Regions from separate parts of the Gasterosteus aculeatus genome. Here region 1 is linked to region 2. Evidence: chromatin contacts called from public Hi-C data. All regions are on one chromosome and are shown on one strand. Each heading gives the region's core, a stretch centred on a gene start, on an enhancer-like site or on the middle of the called end of the contact. The rest is flanking DNA. Distances are from core to core; before and after follow the strand shown.

Region 1 (3,587 bases), core at 714-3,213, 96 kb before region 2:
TAATTTATAAAAGTCAAATTTGCAACCGGTTCCGAGGCAGAACCAGTTTTCAACACTCAGATTTTCCAGATGATTCTGGATTTTTCGAGCCGTCCCTTGACGGCGTGGTTGGCAGTTTAAACCCTTTCCCCAGTCGTCCAGTGTCTTTGTCTGAAACCCTGGTTGCTCGCACCTCGTTGATACTGCAAACTGCTAAGAGAAAGACACCTTGAAAAGAGAACTGCAGCGGAAAATATCGTTTAAAGTGCTAAAACTCTTTCTGTGTTTGCATGTACCAAAGCTGAGCAGAGTGTGAGAAACAATCAATGCGTCTGGCACAGATAGTTAGAGTACACTAAAAGCCCCGGCAATCAATGTACACCGTCAAAAGAACACACGCAATCATATATATAAGCAATATGCGCATGTGTGAGAACACAAGAGCCTGAACACAGCCACAAGCAGAGCTCCTGGATGGAAACTACTGCTTCGGCCTGCTTGGTGCCGCAGCCTGGCATCGGATGCAAGTTGAGGCGAGCACTGAGGGGACGTCCTCGTCTTTCTGCGTCCACAGGATGGATCGAGTCAATGAGCGGATGAGACGAGCAAACGAATACAACAAGAGATCCAGCAGGGTGCCTGGATAAAAAAGCAAAACAGGAATGTACGATTTCTACTGTAGATTGTGAAAAATCACTTCAAAAAGTAAAAACACACAAAAAAAGCAATGAAAACAGCAGTCATTGAAATATTCATTAAGGTTTCCGGTTTAGCTGAGCAAACTGCCTAAACTGGCTTATGTTGAGGCTGTAGATTTATGTAATGTATATACTGCACAGCCCTCCTGCTCGGTGCTACTCCAATAACTCATTGGTTGACTATGTTATAAGTGGAGGGGAAAAAGGTAGCGGGAGCTGAGGCTCAGATCTCAATGGGAGACCCTATGTATTTACTGCACAGACATGAATAAATCATATTAAAAATACCCATAGAATAATCTTAATTAATGGGGGGAGGTCGGGGGATTGAGATAACGTATGCAACTGTGCATATCTCTTTTTTTCTATCAACATGCATATTTCATTTCTCTTTGAAAGCCTTGCAGGCATCAGGGGCTTGTTGCTCGTTGCCAATCTTCTTGGAACACAATTCCTTTTCTCTCTCTTCCTGTCTAATAAGGAAAATGTTGACTCGCGCCGAGAGGCAGACACACACAAACAAAGCGGCGTACGTTCCTAAAGCCTCTCGCTGGGTAAACCTCAGAAGAACATCGTCCCCTCAGAGAAAGCAATTGAATCGGGTGTGTGGCGGCGCCACAGCGATCCGAATGGAAAATACGACGACAGCATTGCCAGCAGAGGCTGATTCATAAGCGTCCACTGTAATTATCCTATTAGCATACTGTAATCTCACAAATTACCATGAGAATAACCACGACAGCCTTCTTTTCTCTCTTCTCCGCCGGAAAAACCAGGGCGCGATTTAATTACGGAGAATTCCTTCCCTTTTTGAAAAGTGACACCAACGGATGAGACTAATCTTACAGGTGGGATTCCAGACGGGAAAAATAATCACGTGCCGTCATGCACGTGAACTGAAAGCCACCAAAAGCCAACTCTAATCAAGCAATGCCTTCTGCGGCATTAGCATTAATTATTCATTCGTTCGATAGAAGGAGCCTGATGTAAGCATCCAGGAACCAACAGCAACAAACATCGAAGCAGCAAAACACACACACACACACAAAAACAAAGCACACACCCAAGCTCAACAGCACAAAAGTCCAAGTGTGTCCTTGTGAGTGCTGCAAGGTGCAGTATAGACGCACAGACACATCTCTTTAAGCCCTGCAGCTAATGCAGTGAGCAAGTGCACGCAGGAAGTGAATAGATATTAAAAAGAAGCAGGTGGCCCTATAATAGAGCACTCAGAGCGCACACACACACACACTAACTGGCTGAATGGACTGCAGGACAAGGTTGATATTGTGCTGTGGAGGAGTGTTGAAACACCGCCTCCTCCTTTCATATCATCCCCTTCAGCAATCACGTGTTCTGGGTCTTCATCTGCATCTCCAAGTAATAGTCCCTGTTGAGATTAGGCCTGTCGTGCTGCGGGAATCTTGTTCACCCAGCAAGTGTGTCTATTTAAAAGTGTGCTGACAATGTGTGTTGGTTGGGGAGGGGGTGTGTGTGTGTACGTCGTGTCACAGCAGAGGGATGCAGGAGCAGGAGGGCGTGGGCGAGGTGGGGGACTCCTTGCTTGGATCACATCTTGCATGATTAAAAAAAATGGATTGTCTCTTTCTTTATCTTCAATTACCTCGCCCCATTGTGCGCTTCCTGTGTGAGGCGGTGAGAAGTGAAAGCACTCCGGTGGAAAAGTTGAATTTCTTAAGGAACTCCCCCACTCGCATTTATCTGGGGACTGTTTTCATAACTAACAATCAAAAATGAAGTTAAGCCGTGACATTTTTGCTTTTAAAGTCACTTTTTTACTTTTTACTGGTTATGAATCAGACTCATTTGAACACTGATGGTTATAACCCTGATGAATAAATAAGGCCACTGGCGAACAAATAATGAAATACCCAATTTCCTATGATGAAAAATAAAAGTACAAGCATGATAGTATACTATTTCAAAACGGATATTGTGTCTTTGATGCAAAGAACCAGAAACCACAGGATAAACCCCACAACAAAAGACAAGAACAAATAAATAGTTTTATCTCTTCCATGAATAACTCAATACCAGCAGTTGCTTTCACTGCGTTTGTCTGCACGCAACACTTGTTTGTCAGAAGTCTAAAAATGTTTTTTCTTTTGTTCCCATTACCAACCCTACAACAATTGTGTGGCTGCTGTGTTGTTGCAGTTGCCCACCTCCAGTTCCTGCTCTCTCTGCAGGGCGAACTGTTTAAACGACTTGACAATGATTCCCGCGTTGGAGCAGTCGTAGACAAAAATGGAGGGGCTCCCCATCCATGTCTGCAGGTCGTAGATGGACAGCGGGATGTACTGGGTATAGTTCTGAAAGAGGGAGAGAGACGAGATGTCATTTCTAGCCGCAGTGCAATCTAGTTTATTTAAGTCTGCCGGCTCTCACATACTAGTAGTACAGCTTGCGTTTGTTTATGAATGAATGAGAGGACACTACTCATGTCCACATCACAAGCCTTGACCACGAGTCAGTTTACGAGAGCCGGCTCTCGTTAAAAAAAGCCTGCGGTTCTAGAAGTCCAGGGCTACGGTGTAGAAATGGAAGAGCATATTACTCGCTTGTGGTACCTTATTGAAAACCCAGATCTCCCCGTTGACGGTCGGCCGTGGCACGCCGTGGCCGTTGTAGTGGAAGAGGACTCGCTCCTCTTTGGCGTTGCGTCTCAGTGACGTGCACAGCTTCTTCACCTCGTCCACCGTGGGGTCCAGACTTTGTTTGTAACGCGCCTGGAAAACAGCATGTATGACGGGAAGGCGTCAAACTCGATTGTTTTACATCTAAAACCGGTACAGAAGATGGCTCTATGTTCTATCCAACAAGATGACTTTATTTGACAGTGTTTTCCATTCCAGATCAACATGTGGCCATTTGGCCGGGATATCAAAA
Region 2 (3,588 bases), core at 272-2,771:
TTGTTTAATAATTTATAAATGCCAATGCGCAAATGACCCAAAATTACAAATATGAGTTCAAAGATAAGTTAGTAGTCTCCTCATACGTATGAGTCAGTACGGACCGAAGCACTCGGGGTGTCTGTCGCATAATTAGCCACCGTATCTCGCCACAAAAACGAACCAAAACTACGATTCCGCATGTCTTCCATTACGGTTGTACCGTCTCATGGCCGTGCGCAGGCTAAGAAACGTTACATTCACCTCCCACACGGGTAATGTGATGTGACAAGGAAAGGTTCAGCCAGTTACAAGTAAACAATTAAAGTCATAAGCAGAATTATCGGACAGGTTGAAGCCTGAGCAGGATCGATTTTTAGTTTTAAAAAGTTCCCCATCAGAGGGTGGAAGCTCCCATTTCTTTACATCCACAAGGGGACGTCTCACCTCCAGGTCGGGGTAGCTGAGCACCACCAGTTGGGCGCAGGCGTTGACCTCATCCCCTTTAATAAAAGACAGGTCCACTCCTCCGACTCTCTCCAGGCCCGAGAAGTCCGGGCTTCGCTGCCAGTCCTCGGTGTCCTCCTCCACCACCTGCAGTCTGAGACGGGCCTGCTCGCTGGACAAGACGACAGACTCCTGAGTCCAACATGTTTTTTAACAGAATAACAAACATACCCCATAGTTTAGAAAGTAAGATTGTTACATTTTGTTACTCAGGACATGTGGAGAGTTTGGATAGTGCTGTCTAGTTCTGCTGGGAGAATTTGGGGTCTCAATGAAAACAGTTGTCAATAAAAAGGGTATAACATTTTTGTAAATCAAAGTTAAATAAGTAGCTTGATTTCTCCAAATAACAGGAAATAATTCCAATGTATAGAATTGACTGTTTAAGACACTTCTGCTATAAAAAAAAACTGTAAGCCGGGAATGTTTTTTTGTTTAGTAAATATACATTTGTTTTCCTTTTTCCCAATTTGTACAATGTCAATATCATCAACAGAAGTTCTGCCTACTTCTCCACACAGGGATCACACACACCGTCCTCAGATGGATTTATACAGTCCCCCAGCACGCACACGCACACACACACACACACACACACACACACACACACACACACACACACACACACACCCTGGATAATCCGGAATCACGGCGTTACCACTGGCCTTGTCATTACAAACTCACAAATCAATGGCTGCTGGGGACTGATGGCACAGAGCCACACACATTGCAGCAACACCTGCCAGCACCTTGTGGAGCGTGTGTGTGTGTGTGTGTGTGTGTGTGTGTCGGCCCTCTGACCTCTCCCATTGGTTGACCAGATCTTCTCCGGGAGGAGCAGACATCTGCTTCAGTCCGATACAATTACACAATCAGGACGGGGGGTAAAGAATATTTTTAAGAAACTCATAATAATTGACAGCAGTACCTTCCCCGTGTTGTGGCACTGTTTTGCTTCCGCGTTCTGACGTCACAGCGAGGGCGCGTCCTGCGTCTCGCAGCACAGCTGCGCGCGCTCATACTGCCATCTAGTGGTCACGAGGGTTAATTGTATTAACAGAACAAGTTCCGACTCCGCAGCTCAATGTATCATAATAAAAAAAAACAATTACCTAAAGAGTAATTAAGGAATTTCGTTTCTGGTAATATTATTCTGTATCAGTTATGTGACCTATTTAGAGGACTAAAAGTAGCTCAAATGTAATATGACAAAAAGGGATAATGCCAATATAGTGCATCTAAAATAGCTTCTGTGACTCACTACATCTGGCATAAGCATGTCATAGATTCACATTACGATAATGTGAATAAAACTGCTCTGATACCATGTTCAGTGATCATTCAGCAATTTTAAGAAGAATAAACATCTGATAAGGGGACAGATTTTGGGGCGAGACAACAGAGACAAGAAACTGAGCACAGAAATACAGAGACGCAGATAAGTACTCTGTTTTAAGATCATAAATGCATCGTTTGTCTGCAATCAAAATCCCAATTCAACTGATAATGCAGAAAATACTACACACAAGAGAGGATGAGTGATCTATAAGACCAGCAAGGCTTGGCAAAGGAGAGGCATGCTGGGACAAATTGTAGGTTAACAATGTAAAACAAGAAGTCTGCCTGGACTGAGACTGACAGGTCACACTGACCTCTTAGCTCTGCTATTCTTTTTGTTTCACCTCTTGGACAAATTATATGGATTTACACAGCAACACCACTGTTGTATTTCATCATGTGTGTCTTTGAAGCAGATAATCACACCCGCATTCATATTATTGCCTAGCCTAAAAAATGCCATTTCCTGCTCCACAGACATCATTTTAATCAGATTAACAGTATTACTTCAAAACAGTGTGATCTTGCGATGTCTGACCGGCAAGAGTCTCAGCTACTTTTGATCCTTTTCTATGCTTTGATCTTAACCTCAGAAAGTCAACAGCACCGCGCGTGTAGACGAAAGCGCTGACAGCAGAACTGACAAAATGTAGTGAGAAAAAGCTGAAAAACAGGGACGTGAAAGGAAAAGATTCAGGTCATTGCTCACAGATTACTTTCCTTTAATCGTTCCGGAGTTGCAGCAAACATGAAACCCATTTTCGTGATTCTTAAGAAGCCATTTAAAGTAAAAGGAGCAGATGTGGTGATTAGAAACTGGAGGAAGACTCACGAAGATGTTTGTTTTTTTCAAATAAAAAATACAATTTGTACAGCAAAATCTTGGCAATTTGGCATTTGATATAGTTTGAAATTCAGTCTAAATTAACTAAAACTTAACTAAAGGTTTCAGTGGTCAAAAAGCTCTGCTCCAGAAAACCTATACAATTATATACTATATATATTATTTTTTATTTTCACCAAGTAAAATCGTTTAACCAACTTCAGTCCTAATCCTAGTTCGCAAATATTCAATTTCAGATTATTATTTGTTTAGTCACAAAAATAATGATTATTTAAATGTACTGTGATTATTGTCTGCTGTTCATTATATTCTGTCCCAGGAAACCAGGATAATATCATGTATTTACCTCAAAGGGTCAATATAGGAAGTATTTATGGTGGAAAGTGGTGAAAGCTCTAGTTGAAGCCAGAGCTCAAGATCAAAGTCTGATATGAAGAATCCACGATTTAATTCTGTAATGACATCAGGGCACACAAATAGGCCGTGTAATTGAAATGAGTGTACTGAAAGCAAACATTGTTTCCTCATAATTCAAGTTTATTGTTTTCAAAAAAAGTAAAAGGTGCCAAATTCTCATTAATCCAAATATGAACTCTACACATAATTCCTCACATCAAGTTAAGAGAAGATATGCAACATGAGAAGGGAGCAGAGAGACGGACAATTAAAGTGTTGAACAGAAAAGACAAACAGATATAGCCCTCATTGGTCAATGAGATCTTGATGAAAGGTTTGCATACCGTGAGAGCTAAAGTCAGAAAGACGGCACAACATGATAGCTGGTACATTTAGAACAAAACATGTGATCAAAGTAGTTTCTTTGGGCCTATGGCTTCAATCAGGGTCCACTCTGCTTTCTAAGATACACACAATGAAGTGTTGGAAAGCAAAACAGCTAGACTGGAGTGTACAAAGTGTCA

What was found. Hi-C and Micro-C count contacts between places; a contact is called where the count stands out from the background.
Region 1: a contact with region 2 is called in a Hi-C map of tail fin, with 2.5 times the contacts expected there. The contact joins the enhancer-like site here to the promoter of LOC120825716 in region 2. A contact is called at or near these places in 2 of 6 Hi-C or Micro-C datasets (skeletal muscle and tail fin).

What each region holds. Positions count from the first base shown.
Region 1 is chr9:13,320,182-13,323,768 of fGasAcu3.hap1.1, reverse strand. It overlaps rptor (regulatory associated protein of MTOR, complex 1), which reads right to left. Exons shown (of 36, transcript XM_078108937.1): 5 at 3,269-3,427; 6 at 2,864-3,010. Among protein-coding and RNA genes, the nearest start is that of rptor, 33 kb to the right of the region's middle. Within about 2 kb of position 1,963, at least 2 of the 9 cell types and tissues checked have open chromatin away from gene starts, as enhancers often do.
Region 2 is chr9:13,223,851-13,227,438 of fGasAcu3.hap1.1, reverse strand. LOC120825716 (endonuclease V) reads right to left here and starts at 1,521. Exons shown (of 10, transcript XR_013468781.1): 1 at 1,415-1,521; 2 at 427-598. LOC120825051 (SEC14-like protein 1) reads right to left here. Exons shown (of 16, transcript XM_078108932.1): 16 at 3,185-3,588.